7 separate regions of the Mus musculus genome follow, and regions 1, 2, 3, 4, 5 and 7 are each linked to region 6. A link is a contact called in public Hi-C, HiChIP or PLAC-seq and promoter capture Hi-C data. All regions are on one chromosome and are shown on one strand. Each heading gives the region's core, a stretch centred on a gene start, on an enhancer-like site or on the middle of the called end of the contact. The rest is flanking DNA. Distances are from core to core; before and after follow the strand shown. Region 1 overlaps Trerf1 (transcriptional regulating factor 1). Region 2 overlaps Trerf1 (transcriptional regulating factor 1). Region 3 holds the start of Klc4 (kinesin light chain 4). Region 4 overlaps Trerf1 (transcriptional regulating factor 1). Region 5 holds the start of Mrps10 (mitochondrial ribosomal protein S10). Region 6 holds the start of Ubr2 (ubiquitin protein ligase E3 component n-recognin 2). Region 7 holds the start of Pex6 (peroxisomal biogenesis factor 6).

What was found. Promoter capture Hi-C pulls out the DNA fragments that hold promoters and counts their contacts. Hi-C and Micro-C count contacts between places; a contact is called where the count stands out from the background. HiChIP or PLAC-seq counts read pairs in DNA pulled down with a chosen protein or histone mark.
Region 1: a contact with region 6 is called in a promoter capture Hi-C map of embryonic stem cells, with 3 times the contacts expected there. The contact joins the enhancer-like site here to the promoter of Ubr2 in region 6. A contact is called at or near these places in 8 of 39 promoter capture datasets (the 3T3-L1 cell line, the HPC-7 cell line, the SN4741 cell line and 5 more), 1 of 484 Hi-C or Micro-C datasets (bone marrow-derived macrophages), 13 of 115 datasets of contacts at active chromatin or transcription factors (bone marrow-derived macrophages, cardiomyocytes, craniofacial prominence and 8 more) and 4 of 9 other capture datasets (adipose tissue, embryonic stem cells, macrophages and 1 more).
Region 2: a FOXA1 HiChIP or PLAC-seq map of pancreatic cancer cells shows a contact between it and region 6. The contact joins the enhancer-like site here to the promoter of Ubr2 in region 6. A contact is called at or near these places in 14 of 115 datasets of contacts at active chromatin or transcription factors (bone marrow-derived macrophages, craniofacial prominence, embryonic basal ganglia and 9 more) and 4 of 9 other capture datasets (adipose tissue, liver, macrophages and 1 more).
Region 3: a contact with region 6 is called in a Hi-C map of CD8 T cells, with 4 times the contacts expected there. The contact joins the promoter of Klc4 here to the promoter of Ubr2 in region 6. A contact is called at or near these places in 3 of 39 promoter capture datasets (erythroid cells, liver and pre-B cells), 3 of 484 Hi-C or Micro-C datasets (CD8 T cells, embryonic stem cells and natural killer cells) and 3 of 115 datasets of contacts at active chromatin or transcription factors (T-cell acute lymphoblastic leukemia, memory CD8 T cells and microglia).
Region 4: an H3K4me3 HiChIP or PLAC-seq map of embryonic limb bud shows a contact between it and region 6, with 2.9 times the contacts expected there. The contact joins the enhancer-like site here to the promoter of Ubr2 in region 6. A contact is called at or near these places in 9 of 39 promoter capture datasets (the 3T3-L1 cell line, 3T3-L1-derived adipocytes, the HPC-7 cell line and 6 more), 1 of 484 Hi-C or Micro-C datasets (bone marrow-derived macrophages), 19 of 115 datasets of contacts at active chromatin or transcription factors (T-cell acute lymphoblastic leukemia, bone marrow-derived macrophages, craniofacial prominence and 12 more) and 1 of 9 other capture datasets (pancreatic islet).
Region 5: an H3K27ac HiChIP or PLAC-seq map of embryonic stem cells shows a contact between it and region 6, with 4 times the contacts expected there. The contact joins the promoter of Mrps10 here to the promoter of Ubr2 in region 6. A contact is called at or near these places in 16 of 39 promoter capture datasets (the 3T3-L1 cell line, 3T3-L1-derived adipocytes, the HPC-7 cell line and 11 more), 2 of 15 datasets of contacts at CTCF or cohesin (CD8 T cells and the NIH/3T3 cell line), 6 of 484 Hi-C or Micro-C datasets (B cells, CD4 T cells, CD8 T cells and 3 more), 30 of 115 datasets of contacts at active chromatin or transcription factors (the 230-238 cell line, DN3 thymocytes, the SCID.adh cell line and 24 more) and 4 of 9 other capture datasets (adipose tissue, liver, macrophages and 1 more).
Region 7: a promoter capture Hi-C map of erythroid cells shows a contact between it and region 6, with 7 times the contacts expected there. The contact joins the promoter of Pex6 here to the promoter of Ubr2 in region 6. A contact is called at or near these places in 2 of 39 promoter capture datasets (erythroid cells and pre-B cells), 1 of 484 Hi-C or Micro-C datasets (CD4 T cells), 1 of 115 datasets of contacts at active chromatin or transcription factors (embryonic stem cells) and 2 of 9 other capture datasets (adipose tissue and pancreatic islet).

Annotation. Positions count from the first base shown.
Region 1 is chr17:47,309,923-47,313,027 of GRCm38.p6, reverse strand. The region is part of intron 2 of Trerf1 (transcriptional regulating factor 1); the gene reads right to left. Among named protein-coding and RNA genes, the nearest start is that of Mrps10, 57 kb to the left of the region's middle. Within about 2 kb of position 1,432, at least 21 of the 459 cell types and tissues checked have an H3K27ac peak or open chromatin away from gene starts, as enhancers often do. A contact at or near this core is called in adipose tissue, where this site is marked.
Region 2 is chr17:47,292,826-47,296,034 of GRCm38.p6, reverse strand. The region is part of intron 2 of Trerf1 (transcriptional regulating factor 1); the gene reads right to left. Among named protein-coding and RNA genes, the nearest start is that of Trerf1, 64 kb to the right of the region's middle. Within about 2 kb of position 1,849, at least 225 of the 459 cell types and tissues checked have an H3K27ac peak or open chromatin away from gene starts, as enhancers often do. A contact at or near this core is called in adipose tissue, bone marrow-derived macrophages, embryonic stem cells and 8 more, where this site is marked.
Region 3 is chr17:46,644,123-46,647,735 of GRCm38.p6, reverse strand. Klc4 (kinesin light chain 4) reads left to right here and starts at 1,656. Exons shown (of 16, transcript NM_001357130.1): 1 at 1,656-1,761; 2 at 3,224-3,487. The coding sequence starts at 3,230. It overlaps Mrpl2 (mitochondrial ribosomal protein L2), which reads right to left and starts at 1,507. Exons shown (of 7, transcript NM_025302.4): 1 at 1,338-1,507; 2 at 178-346. The coding sequence starts at 1,433.
Region 4 is chr17:47,332,220-47,335,365 of GRCm38.p6, reverse strand. The region is part of intron 11 of Trerf1 (transcriptional regulating factor 1); the gene reads right to left. Among named protein-coding and RNA genes, the nearest start is that of Mrps10, 35 kb to the left of the region's middle. Within about 2 kb of position 1,720, at least 46 of the 459 cell types and tissues checked have an H3K27ac peak or open chromatin away from gene starts, as enhancers often do. A contact at or near this core is called in embryonic limb bud and hematopoietic stem and progenitor cells, where this site is marked.
Region 5 is chr17:47,367,200-47,370,367 of GRCm38.p6, reverse strand. It overlaps Mrps10 (mitochondrial ribosomal protein S10), which reads right to left and starts at 1,481. Exons shown (of 7, transcript NM_001146212.1): 1 at 1,414-1,481. The coding sequence starts at 1,461.
Region 6 is chr17:47,008,877-47,012,107 of GRCm38.p6, reverse strand. Ubr2 (ubiquitin protein ligase E3 component n-recognin 2) reads left to right here and starts at 1,576. Exons shown (of 47, transcript NM_146078.3): 1 at 1,576-1,966. The coding sequence starts at 1,889.
Region 7 is chr17:46,709,473-46,712,745 of GRCm38.p6, reverse strand. It overlaps Pex6 (peroxisomal biogenesis factor 6), which reads right to left and starts at 1,270. Exons shown (of 17, transcript NM_145488.2): 1 at 362-1,270. The coding sequence starts at 1,246.

The sequences.
Region 1 (3,105 bases), core at 183-2,682, 300 kb before region 6:
ATGTGTGTTTACCAGAATAGCTCAGTGGTCACAGCACACCGACAATGGGGCACCATATACACTAAACATCAAACGGGGTTTCTGTTTTGTTTTGTTTTAAAGATTTACTAATTCTTAAGTTTATGCATATGTGTGTGTGCAGTGTGAGTTCATGTGCATCGTATGTGTGATCGTATGTGTGCAGTGTGAGTTCATGTGCATCGTATGTGTGCAGTGCCTGCTGAGGCCAGGGAGCACTGGGTCCCCTGGAGCAGGACATACAGGTGCTTTTGAGCCACCTGATGTGGGTGCTGGGAACTGAACCTGGGTCACCTGGACGTCCAACAAGGGTTCTTGAACACACAACCTTCTCTCCAGCTCCTACATTTTCCTTTTTTTTGTAGATAAAACTCTGTGTTCTTCCTATCGAGTATGAACAATGGTTTTCTGTGCTTATGTCTGGATAGATTGGGAAAGGCTGGTCCTGTTCGCATACTAGCAATAAATAATCTTCTTAGATTATTTTTAGTTATTTCTTTATATGTGCATGTGTGCTTGTGTACATATGAATGTGGGTGTTTATGGAGGCCAGAAGGCGTCAGATCCCCTGGATGCCATCATTCCCCGACCATGGGTGCTGGGAACTGAGCTAATTTTCTGGAAGAGCAGAAACTGCTCTTAAGCAGTGAGCTGTCTCTCCACGGTTTTATGTAGCCCAGGCTGGCCTTGAGCTTGTGTAGCTGAGGATTGCCTTCAGCTTCTGACTCTCTTGACTCTACCTCCTAAGTGTTGAGATTACAGGAGGGGGAACCTCAGCTTTATACAGCGTTGGGGATCAAACCCAGGGCCTGATGCAGTCAAGGCCCTAACTGAGCAGCATGCCAGCCCAGTGAGAAGTTTATTTTCAAAAAGTCATTCAGTGCCACTGTCCTGAGGTACATTTTCAATGTAATTTTACTTTTTTCTGTTTATTATTTACCTGTGGCCTGATCAATTGTGCACTATTAAAAATTAGAATCTGTAACTCAAACCAGAAGAAAGTTTAACACAGATTCATGATTCAGAAGTTGGAAAATGTAAACTTCATATATAAATTGTTACAGACAAATAGGATGGGGACCCAAATGAAAAAACTTTAAACCTAAAAAATACATTACACATAGAATTCCTGGGGGAGGTGACATATAAATAAAGTTTCAAGGAATAGCAGAAGACACAGTATGTGTGTCTATGTGTGTTGTGTGAGTATGAGTGTGTATGACTGAGTGTGTGTTTGTGTGTGTGTGTAATGAGTGAGTAGTGGGTGATGTCATAGTTTCACTTAAATATCAATATTTATAAATATCCTGGAGATCACATTGGCAAACATGATAAAAGCCATAAATGTAAACTCGAACATGAGCCAGGGGGCGAAGAATTTTACAAAAGCCAAGTTGGGTGTGGTGACACATGCCTGCAATTCCAGCCCTCAGAGCCAGGAGGATCCCGAGGGAATGAAGGCCCTTCTGGGCTACATAAGATCCTGTCTCAAAAATTGAAGACGAAGGAGTTTTACAAACTTATTTCAGGGAGGATTTTTTTTTTTTAATAAACAGAAACATCTGGAGTTGACCCTGAACTTGAGGTGGTGTGGAAAGTGAGGGGCGGTCCCTGATGACTTCTCAGAAGTTGCACAAGGGTGCTAGGAACAGGGGCAATATGTTCCAGAAGCAGTGTCCCTCATTGCTCAAAAGATAGCCCAGGCCACAGGGGAGCTGGTTAAGAGTTTACAGCCAAGAGCGTCTTGCCCAGTCCCACTGCAACAGTTAGTTCTGTCAGCTTGACACAACCCAGAGTTACCTGGAAAGAGTGTCAGCGAGGGGCTCTCTACTCTGGGTTGGCTGTGGGCATCTCCAGGGAAGTTTACCTTCATTAATTGATGTAGGAGGCCCAGCCCACTGTGGGCAGTGCCATTCCTTATGCCGGGGGCTCCTGAACTACATAAGCAGAGAGGAAATCAAGTGGAGCCCACTCATGCCAGAACAAGCAAGCATATAAGCATTTATTCCTTTCTGCTTGACTGTGGATGCGATGTGACCAGCTACCTCAGGTTCCTGCTGCTGCGACGTACCCACGGTGACGGACGACAATCTCAAATTGTGAACTAAAATGAGTTTCTCTCAAAGTTGCTCAATTTATTTTTATTTTATGTATATCTTATGCTTTCCCTACATGCATGTTTGAGCACCATGTATGTGGTGCCCGGGGAGGCCAGAAGATGGCATTGGATCCCTTGGAATTGGAATTGCATACAGATAGTTGTGAGCAGCAATATGGGTGCTGGAAATTAAACCCAGGTCCTCTAGAAGAGCAGCCGGTGTTCTTAACCACTGAGCCATCTCTCCTAGACCCATGACTTGCTTATTGTCAGGGTATTTTATCCCAGCAGCAGAAATGAAGCTGAGGCCTATCTCAAAACAGAAATTGCCTTTTATCAAAGGATCCAGCTCTGACCAGGGACTGACGTGCGTCAATCAGAAAACATTGGCCTAGCTGCATTCAGGTGAAGGCCTGAACCCACGTAAGAGTAAGCACGGAGAGACACAGGAGAACCAGCCCCTGCAATGTTCTGCCCCTCAGAGCCTGCCATCCCAATCTGAGGAGACACTCTTGTCATTTCCTCAAGCTTTCCTAGAGAAGTGCTACTTGCCCAGTCCGCAGGGCCTGAGCTCCAGGACAGCTGCCTACCACTGCCATATTCAAGGTAACTGGACCTCATCTGTTACAGATTGGCCAGCCTTCCAAGGATCCTTTCCATCGAACCTGATGTGCTCTGTTCCACAAGAGGACCTTGGCATGTGCTGTGCCTCTGTGGTGGTTTGAGTATGCCTAGGCCAGGGAGTGGCACTATTTGGAGGTGAGGCCTTGTTGGGGTAGGTGTGTCACTGTGGGCATGGGCTTTAAGATCCTCATCCTAGCTGCCTGGAAGTCAGTATTCTGCTGGCAGCTTTCAGATGAAGATGTAGAACTCTCAGCTCCTCCTGCACCATGCCTGCCCTGGATGCTGCCATGTTCCCACCTTAATGAGAATGGACTGAAACCTGTAAGCCAGTCCCAATGAAATGTTGTCCTTACAAGAATGACCAT
Region 2 (3,209 bases), core at 600-3,099, 280 kb before region 6:
TCACCATTGCATTATTTTGGGTTACAACTTTTCCTCCCACTGAATGATGGTCACTCTGAGGAACTAGGCACATGCCGTCTAGCCGGACTATCCCGGAGATGAGGGCCGGAAGTGGCCTCAGCTCCCATTCATCTGCTCTGACGGACTTTCCCCGCTACCAGGGAATGCCTTCAGACCTCATAGCAGCCTCTGAGACGTCAGAATGAGCTCTCTAAAAACAACACAAGGGACACGGACAACCACAATTTCTATGGATGCAAACTCATTCCAAGTTGAGTGACGGGAGCCCCAGGGAGGCAGAAGTCCAGAGGTCCAAGCACGTGAATCTCCATGGAGTCCCGTGGAGGCGGGAGAACACAAACTCCCATTTATTTCTGTGTCATCACTGTGTCTTGCTGCCTCTGACTAGCCCTCACGTGGCCATCCCTTCCTCTCCTCTTGGTCTTCTGGATTCCAACCGAGTCTCCCCCCTGTGTCTGCTGGATTCCAGGCTCACAGACTACTGTAAATAATATTTAATATCTCCTCGTCACCGGAAATTTAAACAGTCTCAGATAGGGCTCCTTTAAGCCCACTTCCCCTACCCTACTCCCCACCCCCATCCAGCTGCCGAAGATTCAGGAAATGCAAACCTCACAAAAAGATAAGCTGGACCAAACAGAGAAGGGCCAGCTCTGGGACCCTGTTGGGCAAGTGACTTCCTGTCCTATACCCCAGGCTCTGCTTCTGCAGAACACAGGACCCTGAGCTTCAAGAGGGAACTCAGTGTGAGGAGTTTCTCTAGGTGCTCCCCGGGACACCCCAAAAATCCTGGACCAGGGCTTGAAACAGTAGATCCTCCTCCACACTGGTATCTTAGAGGGTCCCCAAAGAGCAGCCCATTGTGGGGAGGAAGGCTGAGGAGAAGGCTCAGCAGTTAAAAGCACTTGGCTGCTCTTCCAGACAACCTGGGTTTGGTTTCCAGCACGCACATGATGGTTCAAATGACCTGTAACTCCAGTCCAGGGTCCTAACCCCGTCTCTTCTGGCCTCCTTGGACACTGTACCCAACGCTGGGCAGTGGAGACAGGGAGGATTCCTGGAGTTCACTGGCCTAATCTGGGAGTTCCAGGCCAAGGGGCGGTTGTCATAAAAGACAAGGAAGACACTTGAGATTGTCCGTTGGCTTCCACATGCACAAGCACACGTGCGCGCACACACAAATGCACACAGGCATGCACACATGCACACACATGTAAAAAATACATAGCTGACCATGGTGGCTGACAGGGGAGGAGCATCTTGGGCTCAAGGCCAGTTTCGGCTACAGAGTTTGAGAGACCCTGCCTCAAATGTCCACACGCAAACAAGTAAACACAGAAATCAGAACATATCAGAATGGCGCACGTGTTACGACCAGTGCAGGTCAGGGACTTAAGGTAGTTTTAGGAGCAAGACATTCACTCTGTCATCATGCTGTGCTGATGGCCAGTCTCCAGAGGAGCACTTAAAGACTCACTTGAGAGCATGTTTCTGTCAGCTATTATGTAACCCTGACAGCACAGGGGCCCTCAGCCCGGGACACCTCCTGGCTTTATACCCAGTGCCTCTGGCACCCCAGGCTCCTCAGACAGTCCTGGATGCGCTGCACCCTGCTTCCTGGTTCTGGAATTATCTCCATGGGTGTATCCAGGACAAGCCCTTGCTTCAACCAGGGCTCAGCTGCCTCGGGGAATTCACCAGTGGGAAATAGTTAAATAGTTAATCTCATTGAGCTCGCCCTGGGCCAAGCCAGCTGGATGGAAGGATCAGTCTGGCCTCAGAGCCCTGAGTAAGTAGAGGTAAGGAGGGGCAGGAAGGGTGACTCACCCAGCAGAGAGGCTGTTAATAGACTCTGAGGTTTACTGGTGGGGTTGGGCCTCTAGCCCCAGGCGTATGGGCCTAGCCACTCATTTGATTGAGAACATCAGGACACCTTCTCCTAACTGTATGGGAAGAGAAAAACCTTTCCCTAATCCCATCCACCCCCTTACCCAGGTTGCCTAGCAACCCCCTCCCTCCCCAAACAACCAAGCAACACGAGGTAGTTTGAATAGAGTTTGGTCCTTACAGTTTTAGAGAAAGATGCCAATTCCTGAGCTTGGTGACCCAGGTTCTGGGAAAACTTAAGGCAGAAGCACACAAGTTGATGATGTTTGTGGATGGCTAGACGACTCAGGAGCCTGGGGGCACACAGTAGGACTTCATAGGACTTTGGATATGCTAACAGCTGGCGGAACCTTCGGGAGGGGCCATGGAGGCCATCTGTGGGCCTGGAAGCCACTAGCTGGCACTTACTGCCTATGAGAACAGTTACTGGTCTCTAAGACTAGACCCCACCATTTCTACAGCCAAACGTTGTAGAACCCAAACTCCCTCTGCTGCCATCTCACCTACTGGAGCCACTGACTCAATGCAAGTCTTCCTCCTCCAGGAAGCCTTCCCTGACCCCTCACAGGCACAGCACTCTCTCCCTCAGCTTCCTTTCTAAGTGAAGATATTTGGTTCTTTAGGCAACTCTTTGGCTATGCCTTTTTGATGCTACACGTTCACCACACAGAGCCCAGAGTCACTAAAAGTAGCAGTCCCTGAGGCAAAAGTGGGTACCTGATCGATATCAAATCAGGAAGTGGCCTGAGATAAACCTGGTAGTGCAGAAAACCACCAAGCAGAGGCGAAGACAGCTGAAGGCGGGGGCGGGAAGATGGCTTGGTGGGTAAAGGTGTCTGCCACATAAATCCGGCAACTTCAGCTTGATTCCCTGGAGACCATGTAACAGTGGAAGGGAGTCCAAAGAGCTGACCTCTGACCCTGCGCTCCTGCTATGGCACGCCCATCACCCCATGCGTAATTGGTGCACACACAGAATGGAGGTGAATGGATGTTGAAGATCCTTCTTCCCTGGCCAGAGGACCATGGTTATGGGCAGCCAGACCGCCCTTCATAAGGCTCCATAAGGGAACAGACCACAGCGAGAGGCTCCAGCACCTCTCGTGGCACATCACAGAACAGGACACAGGAGTGTGTATGGAGGATGGGATATTTCAGGCTCTTTTCAAGAACCCAAGGCTGATACCTGCTGCAAGCAATGGCTAGCCATGAGCTGTGTCTTGCCTCTGATCGTTTGATATTTATTTATTGATTGATTGAGAAAAGATGTCACTCTGTAGACCGGCCTGGCCTGAAATACT
Region 3 (3,613 bases), core at 407-2,906, 360 kb after region 6:
GCAGGCAGATTTCTGAGTTTGAGGCCAGCCTGGTCTACAGAGTGAGCTCCAGGACAGCCAGGGCTACACAGAGAAACCCTGTCTCAAAAAACAAAACAAAACAAAAAACAAACAAAAAAAAAAAACCCCAGGAGCCTAACACACTTTCCTCCTGAATGCTCCAGGCCCTTTTCCCACCTGTATGGTCTCGACCCCCAGACTTCCTCATCTTCACTGGTTTAACTGTGTACTTGGTACGACTCTTCCAGGACACAAACTTGGCACTGCGGTCCGCAGACATATGCACTGGGCGGTAAGAGGGCGACACCAAGGCAGGGGGCAGCTGAAGGAGGACATTGCTCTGTATCTAGGGATTAAAGGAAATATTCTCTTTTAGAGAACCAAGCAAGAAAGCACCTAGACTAAGTTTAGCTTCCCAGAAACATCTCAGAACGCTGCCCCCTAATCTCCAACCTTCACAAATACCAGTGTAATGTGTTTATCCAGTTACTTGGTAATCACTTGGTAAACCTCTGATATAATTCTCCAAGGAAATGGTCTCCCTTTCATCATCTTCTAAATCCTTTCAAGTTCTTGCCTGGAAACCTTTCCTTCCCTGAAGAATTCACTTCTCCAGAGCTGGTAAACTCCACACACCTATCACCACCATCAGCAGTGGTGCCTTTTGCCCAATGCACGGTTTGAGGAATTTTCGAGTATGAATGGAAATGATTATTTTGCTTTTCCACTGGCTGTAGACTAAGTGTTTGGTTTAGCTTGAATTATAAAATATACATTCGCTAAATTCTGCCATGCTCAGCCTGAGAAATGCAGAGAAGCAAGATCAGTAATTTCTTTTCTTTTCTTTCTTTCTTTCTTTTGTGTGTGTGTGTGATTCACCATTGCCCACTACAGACCCACTGTTCGACAGTCCCTAATATCAGCAATAACCCAGTCGTACATTAAAACAGTTAAGAGCACTGGTTCTAGGAGGTAGAGGAAGCGCATAGAATGAGCGAGGCTCTAGGTTTAATCTGCAGTAGCAGGGCAAGTTGCGAAGCCCGTCTGTCTAGCCCCAGAAGGTGTAAGACTGCTGACCAGGTTTCTCATCCCCAAAATGTGCATAAGAACTCTCAGGAGGTCGGTTAATTCAGTCCTCTTCTCTGCCTGGTTTACGGCTGGCACCTTAATGTTACTTCTGCAACCTGTTTAGTAAAGGCTTGCAAAAGCACTTGGAAGCCCGTATCTGAGATCGGGATTGACGGAGAACGAAGGTCACGTGATCTCGCCTAGCCTTGCGGGATCCCGGACAGCCCAGGCGGAAAGAACCAATCCTAGTTCCCAGGTAAGCGGATTACCTGGGCAGCAGGGAGCAGAGTCGGAACCCGGGCGGTAATGGCCGCGGATGCCAGGCTCAAAGAGCGCAGAGCACTCGTCAGCGCACACAGCGCCATGGGCCGGCCGGGCTCCTCCGCGCCGTGCTCGCTTTTACCTTCATCCAGAGCCTGGCGCTCTGGGATGACGTTCCGGTCCCGGTCCCGTCGCTTTCCAATGACGCGAGAGAGGCGGGCACAGAACGGCAGCGCCGCAGGATACACGCTTTCTTGCCTCTCCAAAGAACAAGTTCTCAGCCAATCATCGGGGGGGGGGGTTGCTCGGGTCACGTGACGGGCGGCAGTCCCCGCCCCTTGGAGCCGTCAAAACAATTGCCTCGAGCGGCAGCCATGATAAATTTAAAGGGGCAGCACCCACGGAGGCGGTAGCCGGACCGGCAGACTGCAGGTGAGTCTTTGGGAGTACCCCTGGGGCTGAGAATTAAGATTACACTGACTCTTATTCCCACATTCCGGGACAAATGAATAAGTCCCTTCCTACTAACCTCAGAAAACTTTAGACTGACTCAAAAACTCCGCCCCCCCGCGATTCTTCCCCGCCCCTCGGCGTCCAGACAGTGGGATAACCTGCCCCGCCCCCTATGGGAACCCCTGACTGTGACCTCGAGCTGGTCTGATGTCGGGTCCCGGGCAGCAACTCTGTTCTCACTCACTCTGCCCTTCCTCTCCCCTCAGCCTTTGGCGATCTTACTCTGTCCTCACCCTCGGCCCTCGGGGCGAGGCAGGAACCTTAGACACTCCTGAACTGTGGGCCCTCAGGCTTCGGTAGCCTGCGCTCGGAGCCTTGCTCCGTGACCCCACTGTGCTCAGCAGATCTGCTATGCATCCCTGAACCATCCGGCACTTGCGAGACATTTTAAGGCGCCTGTTAGGTGATTATGTCAGACAAAGCTATGGAAGGAGGCGATTGCCGTAATCCTGTTGGGAATCCTAACCGGGTCTCCCTTCTCAGGGACACCACACCCCTTGCTGCAGGTCTCCTTATCGGGAGAAAGTAACTGCACCGAGCTGGAATGAGGAGAGTGACTTAAGGAAGAAGGGACATTAGTACAAGTCTTTGAAGAACCTGTAGGCTGGAGGAGGGAGGGTGTTTGTCCTGGGTGGGGCTCCGTGCCAGGTCCTCTGAGAGGCTGTGAGGTGGTGACAGAGAAGGGGTGGGACTGCCGGACTTCTGGACTTTGGGCAGTACAAAGCCTTCTAAATCCTTAGTTTCAGGTCAGAGTTTCTTCCGGGCTCTGGCCTGGGAGCCGCCTGAAGCCAAGAGCTTCTGCTCTGTAAGCAGGTAAGGAGACTTCAGGGATGAGTTTGGAGGAAGTAGGAAGACCGGCTGAATTCGGGGGGGGGGGGGGGGAGTGAGGCCAGAAGGTGGTTTGGAAGGAGATCAGCAGGTTGGGAGGTGCTGGGCTTAGTGCCTTTGCTGATGCAGCCTGAAGACCTTGAACCTTCCAGAGCCTTGTCATGACGGCTGCTGTTTCCTGTACTCCCACATCCCTAACCTTGGGTCCTTCCCCTTTATTGGGACACTGCTTTCTGCACAGCTCTCCCACAAGTCCTCTGTGATTCTTACAATGCTTCAGATCCCCTGCTTCCTTTCCCTAACCTATGCTCTGTCTCCAATTGCCAAGTCCTGAATTCCTCTAGCTCCAAGCCTGCCCGATTGTCCTACAGATCTCTATCCAGGTTAATTCCTCTCCCTCACCTTAGTTTTATGGTCAGTGCCGTGGAACTCCTCCTCTTTCATCAGCTTAGCCATGGGGTCGGCCATACTCTTTTCCCTTTGCGGGATGCCCACCAATCTCTAGTAGTATGTCTTTTCTCTGCCCCACCTGAACTCTGTGGTTTCTCTTTAGCCTAGGATGTCAGGCTTGGTGTTGGGGCAGCGGGATGAGCCTGCAGGGCACCGGCTCAGTCAAGAGGAGATCTTGGGCAGCACCAAGGTGGTGAGCCAAGGGCTGGAGGCCCTACACAGTGAACATCAGGCAGTGCTGCAGAGCCTGTCCCACACCATTGAGTGTCTGCAACAGGGAGGCCATGAGGAAGGACTGGTCCATGAGAAGGCCCGGCAGCTGCGGCGGTCTATGGAGAACATCGAGCTGGGGCTGAGCGAGGCCCAGGTAAGAATAAGGGGGGATGCCAAGTGTTCCAGTGACATGATGCAAGTTTGGGGGTCTCCTTGTCCTAGAAACTTGGATTTGTTGATTCGTTAAATGTTCATTAAGTGACTACTGTGTGTCAACTCT
Region 4 (3,146 bases), core at 471-2,970, 320 kb before region 6:
TTGCCCATAAATCCTTGGTAGGTCTTCCAGCCAAAAGCTCAGGCTGTAGACTCTGTATAGACCATAGTCTGGCTGACTTTAAGATCACTTATTTCCACGGCTTTGCAAGGTTACACCCTTACAGTTTTGAAGACAATGTTGCACAGAAGCATCCTCTAATTTATAGGCACAATCTCAGCAGAGGAAGTAGCTTGAGATCTGGAACCCCTCAATTCATGGTCTGTGCAAACCACAGCAACTGTGTGTGCACGGAGGGTGGGAGGATAGGTAACATCTGTGCCTTCGTAGCCATCTCATAATATTCCTCAGATTTGACCAACATTCTGGGCCTTGGGGGAAGAGAGTTGCCAGCTCCTCTCCGCTGCTGGAGAGGGCCAAAGAGAACGAAGGCCGAGATCAAGCAGCCAGCAATTTAAGCTGGGTGATTAAAGAACAGTCCCAGCTGCTTTCAGGTGTCCATCAAAATAGTGACGAGGTAGCGGGGTCGGAAAGCCAGCGCCGGAAGCTCTGTCACAGCAGCTCGTATGGGAAGGGGGACATTGTGCTGCCCCCTGCAATTCAAGGATGGGTGGCCCTTGGATATAATATATTCCCTCAGATGGAGCATCAGGAGACGCTGATAATGCTCACCCCCAAGCCGATCAATGAACAGTCTCTTTGACTTTAGATTGTACATTTATCAGAGTTATTGCCACTCTGCCTGGAGACGTTGGCAGGGTTACTCAGCCTTCTCAAGCCATCAGCATCTCTATGGAGGCCATACTTAACTACTGCCCCTCACTGGGCTCACTATCAGTGCTGGTGCAAAGAGCAGGGCTGAGTTCCCAGCTCTGCTTACTTTTGAGACATCCATTACTTCAAGTGTCCACAAGGCTTGCTGGGCCGTCTGCTAGGCAGGAGTCCCCATACTTGAAGGAGGAGGGGGGAAAAAAAAGACCTCTTGGGGGTGTGCCTTGAGGTTGTTGCTCTGTAATGAGGTTTTCTGTCTCAGGTCTTCAGTTGTCCAGGAAAACAGTGGGATGGTGGCTCCCTTTCTTCTCTGTGTCACTCCTACTTTGAGGCTAGTGACAGAAAGAGGATGGCACTTGTACAGTCCTAGTAAGTATGAAAAGGATAGTGCTTGTACTCACGTGTGCATGCATCCAATAGGGCATGGCACACAACACATGGCCTCCAGAGACCAGGGACTGCTCACTGGGATTGAAGCTCCATCCTTGGGTCTTAGACTGAGTTCCTGGTATAGATAAATGACATCTGAGCACTCTCCCCAGATGGCTTCACTAGGCTGTGACCAAGGTTGATTTTAGCCAGGAGATCTTCTGCTGTGCATGTGCCCTGACAGTTCTTCCTTCCGGGACAGCACGGAAGTCCAATTCTTAGTTTCCTTACCCTTGGGCACAGGTGGCCAGTTCACTGTGACCAACACTGTTTGGTCATAAATAGGTGCTCAATAGATGCTCTGTGTCTCTACAAGTCACTTGAGGCAGATCCTGTATCAGCGCAGGCGATGGGACACACATTGTTCTTCTGATGTGTGGCCTCTTATGAGGCTGCCTGGCCCTGTTGGAACTCCTTGCTTGGTTTCTCAAAGCTCTGCCTCTCTCTGTAAGATCTCTGCCACCCTCCAGGCTGGCAAATGAGGTTAGTGGGCTGACATTCCCCCAGACTTACTTGTTCCACCTGGGGATTCCTGGCTATTGGGCTATTATCAGCAGGGGCCCTAACAAGCCGATTAAGGCTAATGACAAAGAGCCTAATTAACTGGATGAAATGGGCACTAGTATAGTATCCAGAGGCAAAATGCATGGAGCTTTGGTTGCTGGGAAACGGCCCTCTGGATGGTGGCTAATTTGGGGCCAATCTACAGCAAATCCAGGCAATTAAAAACAGACATTCCTGGGGCAGAGAAAACTTGGACACAGTATCTTTTTTAGAGGGTCTCTCTGGCTTCCTTTCAGGATTAAAAAAAACCAAACCACCTTTTATTGATGTCAGTATTGTGGTTACCACAGAAAGACATGCTCGCTGTAAAAAAAAACGGGAGCCTTTATGGCAGATTTTCAATGTCACACAGAATTATCTATAGCAAGAAAAGGTCAGATTTTTTTTTTTTCTTGGAATGTAGACTGCTGCCCAAGTTTCTTCTAGGTGCAGTAAGGAGGGACGGCTTCAATCTGAGCCCATATTTTGAGTTTGTCACCAAACATATTTTGCAAATGCTATGTCAGGCGAGGCAGGAGAATGTACTGACTTAGGTATAGTAGAAATCTACTATGTAGTAAAAATAAAACAAAATAAAAGCTTCCACAGCTGTGTTCTTTGCAAAGTAATTCTAGCCAAACACAGAATTCTGTCTCCTTATTAACTTTGGGCAGCTTCCAAGACGAGCCCAGACTTTGGAAAGGGTGTCTCGGGGCTGGTGAGATGGCTCAGTGGTTAAGAGCACTGACTGCTCTTCCAAAGGTCCTGAGTTCACATCCCAGCAACCACACGGTGGCTCACAACCACCAGTAATCACATGGTGGCTCACAACCACCCATAATGAGATCTGATGCCCTCTTCTGGTACGTCTGAAGACAGCTACAGTGTACTTAATTACAATAATAAATAAATATTAAAAAAAAAAAGAAAAAAGAAAGGGTGTCTCTCGCAGGTCTTATTTGTCTTTCAAAAGTCAAGGCAGACTTTGAAGCCCCAGTGGGTACTTGTGGTTGTGGTGGGACGTGACAGGATTCTTCGCTGTACCTTGCGAAGAAGCTAGATCTAACTCAACCACCCACAATCCCCTGCGCACATCTGCATAAAAGACCTGTTCAGTGGAGATATCACCGAAGCTCCAGCTGTCTGACTACAAGCTCCACGACTCCTCCATGTACAGTACACCCCACCCCCGATGTGAGTGCTTAAGCGAAACCACTGGCGAGGGACAGTGTGTCCCCGTGTAGACTGAGCACTGGGAGGCACTGCACAGCTGTTCTCTGAGGATGCTGCCTCTGAGGATGCTGCACAGGCTCTTGAACTTTGGCAGGCTGCCTTGAGGGCTGGGCCAGACGCCCACCTTGCTCACTGGTCCTTTGCCTCATGGCATTTCTCTCCTCCTGGTCCTGAGCGAGGGAGTAGAGTGTTTCCACAGGCTTGTATCTATC
Region 5 (3,168 bases), core at 232-2,731, 360 kb before region 6:
GACATTACTCAAGACTTTTCTGCTCTCATTCTCCATTTGGTGTTCAGTGGAGTCTTCCAGAGCTGCGTGGGTTGTACCATCTAGTAAAAGATGGTATGCGAAAACTAACGAGAGAAAAGCTGCCTTTGCTGGAAGGCTGCGTCCCAGGCTTACTCTTCTTCAAATTTGCTTCTGCTTTGGAAAGCAGGCTTTCTAAAGTGTTAACTAACCTGGGACGATATCGAGGCTGGAGTGATGGCTCGGCAACCCTAGCAGACCACTCGAGTCCCACAGAAGGCTACAAATGGGCTTCAGTGGCAGAACCCTTGTCTGGTGTAAGCAAGGCCCTGGGTTCAATCTCTAGTATGAAAAACAAACTTTTTGGAATCTTTGATCCTTTTTTTTTTCGAGACAGGGTTTCTCTGTGTAGCCCCGGCTGTCCTGGAACTCACTTTGTAGACCAGGCTGGCCTTGAACTCAGAAATCCGCCTGCCTCTGCCTCCCGAGTGCTGGGATTAAAGGCGTGCGCCTCTTGCTTTGGCCTCTCAAGGGCTGGTATTACAGGTGTGGGCCACCACCTCTGGGTTACATGCTGCTGTGGGGCCGACAGGGCCAGCTTTAGGCATTAGGCCCTTGAGCAACCGAGCCACAGTGTCAGCTCTTCCTTTTTTAAAGAATTCGTTTATTTTGGGACAGGGCCTCAATATGCAAGCCAGGTTTTACAAGTAATGCTATTTCAGGGTCAGCCATCTGACCCAGTTCTGAGCATTATTTTCAAAACTACTAAATGACCATTGAGAAGAGTCACAAAAGTTTCAAGACCAAAGTTCTTGAGAACAGCCTGGTTTTTTTGTTTTTAATTTAAATTATTTTTGTGATAGGATCTCAATACATAACCTGGCTGTCTTCGAACCCAGAAGTTCGTCCGCCTGCCTCCTTTCCCCAGTGCTGTGATTCATGCCATGCGAACTCCAGGCAAGTTTTCCTTTTTCAAAGACCCTCTCGAGGGAGATCTGACCCATTCCCCTGACCTGGGAGCTCTCGGGTCACCTCCTCAGCCGTGGAGGCGAGCAGGGCGTCCCAGTGGGGCTGCACCGGGGCTTTATGTGACCCAGCGTTTGCTGGCTCGGTTCCTAAGAATCCGAGACCAGCGTTGTCTTCTCTGAGCTCACGGTTTCCATGGCCCTCTCTACCGTGGAGGGAGGGCTCTGAACGCGTTTTCCTCATCCTTCCTGCTCTGACGTCTTACGGTTCTCGCTCCCGTCTTGCCAATTTATGTAGGGTCCCTCGAGAGAAAAACCTGCCCTTTTCTTGTCACTTTCTAATAACTTCCTCCAACGGAGGATGACTCCGTACGGGTCGGGCAGAGGGTGGCAGCGAGACTCGACGATGACGGCGCCGTCGGCAGCCGGGACCCCACGCCCACCCCTTTACCTGCTGCAGGCGCCGGCACAGAGCCACACACGCTGCGCGCGCCGCCATCTTGGTGCCCTGATCGCCCAGGACCGCTTCCGGGGTCACAGCATTGTTCGCGAACCATAGAGTTCGAAAAGGAAAGAGTGTCTCCTGTGTTCCGACACTGAAACAACCATAGAGACGGTGCTCCTTGAATTTTTTTAAAATTATATTTTAAATTTTCTATTTTCTTATTTATTTACTTATTTATTATTCACTCATTCATTTAAGGTTTTGAGTGGATGCGTCGCTTCCGCCGTCTGGATAAACTCCCAGGTTCTATCTATACGCTGTCTATCCTAAGATCCTATTTGTCTTGGGTGGTTCTGTTTGCTTAGAGACAAACACAACAGAAATACTTGGGAAGGAAGTTGCTGCTGCTACTGAGTCCAAATTCTAACATTTTACCTTATTGCAAAAGGCGTTTCATTCTTAAACTTTGTTCACACCATCGGAATGCCAGGCTTGTTAATGGATTTTTCTAAATTGTGTTTTTCAAAATGCCTTCCCATGCAATTTAGCATAATGGAAGCTCCACACTTAGGCGCTCTGGTTTCTATTTAGGTGGGTGACTTGATCAAATTTCTTCCGTACTTTGAACCCCCTTTTTTTTTTTTTTTTTCTTTCACTTGCCAAGTAGAGATGAGAACAAATCATACTTGCAGTAGAGGATTAAATGAGATTAAAATGCTACATGATAAATGTCATCCTGAATTTGTGACATCTCTTCTACATCCTGGGCCTTAAGAGGTTGTTGGGAAAATGAATAAGGGTCAACTTAATGCGAATGAAACAAAGTATATGTCTTAGTAAGGGTTTCTATTGCTGCTACAAAACAACATGATCAAAAAGCAAGCTGGGGAGGAAAGGGTTTATTTGGCTTGCACTTCCAGATCACAGTCCATCACTGGAGGAAGTCAGGACAGGAACTCAAGCAGAGCTGGAATCTGGAGGCAGGAGCTGATGCAGAGGCCATGGAGGGGTCCTGCTTACTGGCTTGCTTCCCATGGCTTGCTCAATCTGCCTTCTAATAGAACCCAGAACTACCAACCCAGGAATGGCAGCACCCACAGTAGGCTGGGCCCTCCCCCACAGATCAGCAGTTGTGAAAATGCCTTACAGTTGGATCGTATGGAGATATGTCTTCAACTGAGGCTCCTTCCTCTCCAGTGACTCCAGCTTGGGTCAAGTTGACACACAAAACTAGCCAATACTATATCTCCATAAACCATCATGCCAATGTAAAGCTGGGTCTCCCACAAGCAGGCATTAATTCTTATTTGGCAGGCCAGAGAACTAAGCAAAGGGTAGAATGTCCAGATGGCACAACTGATGAGAGATTTATGAATATGGACCACTTTCCTGCCCCTCAGGCGGGCCTATATGTGATCTCTATATGGAAACAGAATCTTTAACTAGTGTGTGGCTGGATTTGGCTATGCCCTACCTGCACAGGCAACCCAGAAGTGTCCTCAGAATTAGCTCTGGTGGCCCCTCTCAGCCAATGATCTGTTCTGACAGTACCCCAACCTTAATCTCTTTACTACCTCTAGACTTTGCATCCATCTCTCCGTATGGTCCTTCATGATGGCTTCTCACCCAGCCTCCAGTCCTTCTGGGTGGTCTCAGCTCAGGGAGTCTACTGCACCCCTAACTAGGGAATGACTCTCACTTAGGATACCTAATCTTATGCTCACAGAAGTAATTGTATCATAATTTTAAGGTGAGGTTCAG
Region 6 (3,231 bases), core at 327-2,826:
GAAGCAAGCATTTAAATATATGAGCCCCTTGAAGGGCCATTCTCATCCAGACCGCCACACACGCTCTTCCAGGGTCCCACTCCTGACTTTAGCTCATCTAATGCCTTTGTGTTCCCTAACCACAAAGGTACCACCATTTTGTGCTCTTCTCTTTGGCTACCAGGCTTTTAAGACAATGGCCCCCCCAAGTAATAGGAGTTGGAAAAGGCTGGGGAGTCTGGCATCAACCAGAGCTTGAGCTTGCCTCCCAGAAAGAGGTGTCTTACAGTTTCTACAACTTGCAAGAGAGACTGGAGTCAAGATAATGATGGACCAGCGATGGACTAGGACCACACCTTGACCAGGGCTGCCCTTTCTTTAAAACTAAACCTCATGTCAGGACTCTGAAAGGTAGTGAACTTGAGGGTGGGCAGATGGTCACTGGACCTTTTTGTCCCTCTCCCCAATGTGGCTATATCGAATAAGTCTCCTTTCTCTGTCTCTTCATTATTGCTTATCTCTTTAATTGTTATATTGAGGATATATGCTTGAGCCTAGCTTGTTAGAGCCGCAGGTTCCAAGGTCTAACCCTAACAACTCCAGTACAAGATACCAGCCTCTTCCTACAGGGCAATTAGGGTTTGTCTGGTCATCTGTGAGAGCCTAATCTTCTCCACGAAGATAATTTAAAAGATATTCAAATACATGTCACAAATTACAGTCAGTGTATATAAGCCTCCAATCGGTCTGCTTTTAGATCTGCTTCTGTCAGTATAGTCTTAAAGCAATGCAGCTAAAAAAAAAAAAATATCCAGTATTTCTTCTGTTGCTTTGTGGCCTGCCATTGAACCTTAAAGTCTTTTTTTTTTTTTTTTTTTTTTTTTTTTCCTTGACCTTTTGAGAAACTGCAAAAAACAATGGCAGTCGCAGCTCTAGCCCTGGCTCTCCCTCCGCGCAGCCGCAGGAGTAGGCAGGCTGGACGCGGAAGTAAGCGCGTGCTTCCAGGGTTGTCTGACTCTGAGAGTTGGTCTTTAAGTTGATTCGTTGGACGCCTTTTCTGATGCAACAAGACTTAAGGAAAGAAAAGGATATATATCAATCAATGGTCATAAATTAAATGTCTTGCAATTGTACCTTAAAACTTTTCAAAATCTCGGTACTAAATACACCTCGGTGACTAGTGCCAGGATGACAAGGCATTAGAACCTCCGGGATAGAACGCGCGATTCATTCATTCTTTTGACAATTGAGGGTTTATCAGATACCAGACTTTTGACAGACAGCTGTGTGTCTATCGCGCCAGGAATGATTATTCTTGGTGCTGGGGAGATAAAAAAAAAATGACAAGAATAAATAGGACTAAGAGACTAAGACGAGATCTCAAACGTTATTTCGTTCTTCTGGTGTCAAGCCCCTCTCACGGATTCTAAATTGTCTTTTTCCAGGCTTCCGCCAGGGGATGGACTACAACTCCCATGATACTCGTGTGCCGCTCCTTATTAGAGGCTTCGCTTCTCTCCCTGGCCGCTCAGGGGACGACTACAGTACCCAGAATGCCCTGCTCCCTCGCTTGGGTGTTTTTGCCCCTCTCTTGGCGTTGAACGCGGTAGTGGCTGTCCGGAGTGCCAGGCCTGGGGTTCTCGGTGTCCTTCCCCCGGTCACGGGCGAGGAGGCGACTTGACTTCTGGGCGCCGAGCCCGGGCGCGCGCGCAAGCGGCTGCCGTCCCCGCTGCAGGTTCGCGTCCCGCTTTGCTCCTCGCGCATCTCGGCTCGGCGGCAGCCCGGACGGCCCGGGACTGACGGCCCCAGGACAGGGGTGACCGTCGCGGCTGCGGGAGCAGAGGCGAAGCTGAGGCCCGGGGAGAGGCGACAGCGGCGAGAGCACCCGGGGAGAGGAGGAGGAGAGAAGATGGCGTCGGAGATGGAGCCCGAGGTGCAGGCCATCGACCGCAGTTTGCTGGAATGTTCTGCCGAAGAGATCGCAGGGGTGAGTGCGGGAGCCCGGGAGGGCTACGTCCGGCCCTCGTAGGCCGCGCCCCGGGGGAGGAACAGAGTCCTGGGAATCCCGGAGCCCGCCACTGACTTCGGCTAACAGCGGCGCTGGCCATGTCCCGTGGGGAAAAGGACCCAGGAGGCCATCGAGCCTGCTCCGCGCCTTCGGTGCTCAGATCCTCCTTATACGCGGCGACTCTTACTACAGAGCTTTCATTATCCCTAATTAGCTTCACTCTCCATTAAGTCTACAACACTTGGGTTTTTGCCCTATATGCTGGCTGTTGGAAGATGGGAGCGAGCGGCTTCCTAACGTTGTCGTATAAGCGCCCTACTTTACCTTCTGATGCCATTTCTTAGGATAAGCGGAGCAGTGTCTGCGCCGAAGGATTCTATCCTCTCCCAGCTCCAACTTTGTTGCTGGGGGGCGGGGAGGGGAGTTTACCCAGGCTGCAGGCAGCACAGTCCAACATTACCCCCTCGGTGCTTTTTTAAAAAGTTGTTTTGCACTTGTTTATTTCGTTAGATGGTAACCTTGGTGCCTGTGTGTAATGTAGTGGTGCCTCGACACGTTTGCTAAGCATGGAGGCTGGCAGATTTAAAAAAAAAAATACATAATTTTTCTAGGAGTTGGGAAAAGTTGGACGGAGAACAAACGTTATATAACTTTGAAAAAGCAGCTTTGGTGAACAGATGCAAGCTCATTAATGATAGCGTTGATCACAGCCTATCAGGAACCCTTAGGCCCTAAACTTAAGCCATTCAGACACAGTAAAGACTTAAAATGTAGTATCAACAAGCGCCGATACAAGTAGCAAAGTTACAAAGACAACAACTTTCAACAAACTCAGCGTCATCTTTTGCCAGTGAGGGCAGGGGACACCTATCAGAACAGATTGTCCACGGTGACTGTAAATAGCTCAGACAATTGGGAGCCTAGTCTCAGAGGCCTCCAGTTGAAAAAGCTCCCAGGAAATGAGTGACTCTTTATTTAACACATCATCACACAGGATGTTAGGGTCAGTAGTTGGGATGTGCCGTCGGTGATGAATATTTGGAGTGAATAGACCAGAGGAAGATAGTTTGGGTGAGGAAATGAGAGGGAAGTGGGGGTAATTTAAAAAAAACAAAACAAAACAAACCACTGTTGCCTGGTGAGTTTTAAGTTTTGTATTCTTGTGAGGCTAAGTAAGGTGTGAAGTCTGTTTTCCTGTACTCTGTGTGATATCACACAACCCAAGGATTTTTTTTTTACCTGAT
Region 7 (3,273 bases), core at 21-2,520, 300 kb after region 6:
ATAAAATCATGAAAGGATTTATGCGAGTGTCACGTTTAGGTCGGAAATGACAGTTGCTTTATCAGATAAAGTTAGAACAAGAAGTCAGTCAAGGAAAAAGCAAGAGGTACCAGGATAGCATTCTAACGTAGCAACGCAGTTACAGACTAGGGGTACGCAGAGCTGGTACTTGGCAGGGAACCTCATGTTTCACCTGAACACGTGAAAGACAGTTTGATAAGAGAAAATGAGTATACAAGACTAAGAGACCTTAAGTGAAAGGTCTAATTGTAAGGCACAGGGGACCTGAATTCTACAGATTTAGCCTTCCAACTCAGTAAAGACAGGGAAGAGAGCAAAAGTTAAAGGAAGCATTCCTGACCTGAATTCTGAGCTCTCCCACTTCCAGGGGGTCACAGCCGAGATTAAAAGCCAGAGTGGCGGGCAGAAACACCAGTCCGTCAGCGAGTGGCTCTCCCGGCTGCTGCCCGGAGTTGGGTCCCAGTCTCTCAGACAGCTCCCAGCGCGGTTCTAGAACCTGGACTTGAGCCAAGCGCGGCTGCGAGGAGTTGGGTAACTCTGCGACCTGGGCCACCCAGACCCATTCGCCCTGGAAGAGTCCGAGACTCCGGAGACAGCTCCGGCTCACACCCAGCGCATCTCCAGTCCCTCCCAGAACCCCTCGGAGTCGCCGGACCGAGTGGGAAGCTGCAAAGGACGACACTACGGGCGGGGGCGGGGGATGGCTGTGATCCCGACTCTCCTGGCCCAGTTTGGCCCGCCCGCGGAGCTCAGTCACGGCCAGCCGTGTCCCCGGGCCCAGCAACCCCTGCAGGGCCGGTCGCGTCTCCAACACTCGCGATCCGGGCACGGGGAGGGTCTCCCCGCGGCGCACCAACAGCGGCCCGACTCGAGGCCCTAGCCCGGGTCCCGGAGCCGTGGCAAGCAACGCCCAGCCCAGGGCCGGGGGACGCCGCACAAGCCGCGCTCGTACTCGCGCCCCGGGCCCCAGCGCTAGGACCCGCAGCAGCGCGCGGCTCACCAGCAGCGGCGGAGGCCCCGGCCCGCGCTGCTCGCCCTGGGCGCCGGACCCTTCCACGGCCGCCACGAGCAGCGCGGGCTTCGCGGGACTCTCGCTCGCCGGCCGCAGTGCCAGCACCAGCCCCAGCCCCGTCGCTGGCCACGGGCCCCCGGGAGGCAACAGCACCGCCAACGGTGGTGTCTCCGTCGGGAAGGGGTCCAGGACGCGCAGGACAGCCAACGCCATGGCGAAGGAGAAGGAAACCACTCCACTTCCGGAAATAGGGGGCGGAAAAAGTCCGGGGCAAGAGAGGCGTTTCCGCTTCCGGTAGGAAAGTGGGCGGGGTGCCGATGGCCAAGTCGGCCCCTGAGAAGATGCACAGGGGTGGGGGGGAGCCTGGCTTGACGACCGCCTCCGTTGTTGTCGACGCACGCGCCCTTTGAAACTCAGTGGAGGAGCATTTTTACAATTCTGTAGGGCAAGTAGCGTCCTCTCGACCTTCATGCCCCATAACTTGAACTCAGTATTTAACTGACCAAGAGTAATCGGTGTGGGCCAGGCGGTGGTGGCGCACGCCTTTAATCCCAGCACTTGGGAGGCAGAGGCAGGTGGATTTCTGAGTTTAAGGCCAGCCTGTCTACAGAGTGAGTTCCAGGACAGCCAGTACTACACAGAGAAACCCTGTCTCGAAAAACAAAACAAAACAAACAAACAAAAAAGAATAATTGGTGTGAAAAGAAGGATGGGGTTTGGGGAGATGGCTTAGTGGTTAAGAGCACCGACTGCTCTTCCAAAGGTTCTGAGTTCAAATCCTAGGAACCACATAGCGGCTCACAACCATCCGTAATGAGATCTGATGCCCTCTTCTGGGGTGTCTGAAGACAGCTACAGTGTACGGACTTACATAAAATAAATAAATCTTTAAAAACAAAGAAAAGTGGAAAAAGTCCATTTTCCTGAGGATGTCTTAGTTTGTCCTGCTCAGCTGTAGGCACAGCGTCTTGAGGGTTACCGGGAACGTTGTAAGGGGGATGGTGGGATAAAACTGCCCCAGCCATGCTTATGCCAATCTATTTATGCAGCGGCTGCTGGCTGAATTAATGCATGGGATTCATGTAGCCCTGTTGCTTGGTGTTGCCACACTTCTCCCAACACACCCTCCTTAAAGCTCATGTTCCAGTGCCTTGGGTCCTTCACGTTCTCTGTCCTACTCCGATCTAACTTGAAGCTTGAACAGTTTACCTAATTCTAGGAGAGCTATAGGAGAGAAGGCGACAGAGAAGGAAAGGGTTGAAGGCTTCTGTGATGGGAACTGAGCCAATAGCCTTAGTTACTTAGATTTCGTCTTTGTCTTTACTCTTTCTTTTTTATGATTTATTTATTTAAAATTTGTACGTGCACTGCTGTTTTGTCTGTACGTATGTCTATGTGAGGGTGTCAGATCCCCTGGAACTGGAGTTATAGACACTTGTGAGTGACAGGTGGGTACTGGGAATAAAACCTGGGCCTGCTGGTAGAGCAGTTAGTGCTCTTAACAGCTGAGCCATCTCTCCAACTGCCCCCCTCCAGAAGTCTCCTTTGTAATTAACAGATACAGGTTTTTGTGAAATACATTTAATCAATATATTGGATTGTGGCTATTCCCCTTTTCTGGACCTTGTATTTTTTTTCCAGTTACTGTCAGACTGTCTCCTTTACAGTCGAACCTTTTGAGATAGTCTTCTATTTTGTATAGTATACATTCTGGAACAATTTGGACATCAGATATCAGAAAGTTTGAGTATTGACTACATGTATTAAGGTATCTTTATCCCCAGAAGATGAGAAAATATTTAGATTTCTGATTTTAGCTCCTGGAAATACCTTAGGTCATGAACCTGAAATTGGCCTGGAGATGTAGTTCAGTTGGTAGGGTGCTTGTCTGGCATGCTGTTGCCCTGAGTTTGATCTCAAGCACTTTATAAAGCCAAGTGTGGTTGGTTTGATAGACTCCTGTCTTCCTAGCAACAAGGTAGGTAGAGGCAACAGCTACGTGGTAAATTTGGAGCCAGCCTAGGATACATGAGAACTTGTCTCAATGGAATTGTCCAATCTTTTTGTTGTATTTCGTCTTTTTGTACATGCGTGTGTTCGTGTGTATTTGTGTAATTGCACATACGTGATAAAACTTTTCCTGGGGAGATTCAACACAAGTTTTCCCACCCCAGATAGGGATCCCAGGGCAGACCAAAACATAAATACCAGCCTGGTCTACAGAATGAGTTCCAGGACAG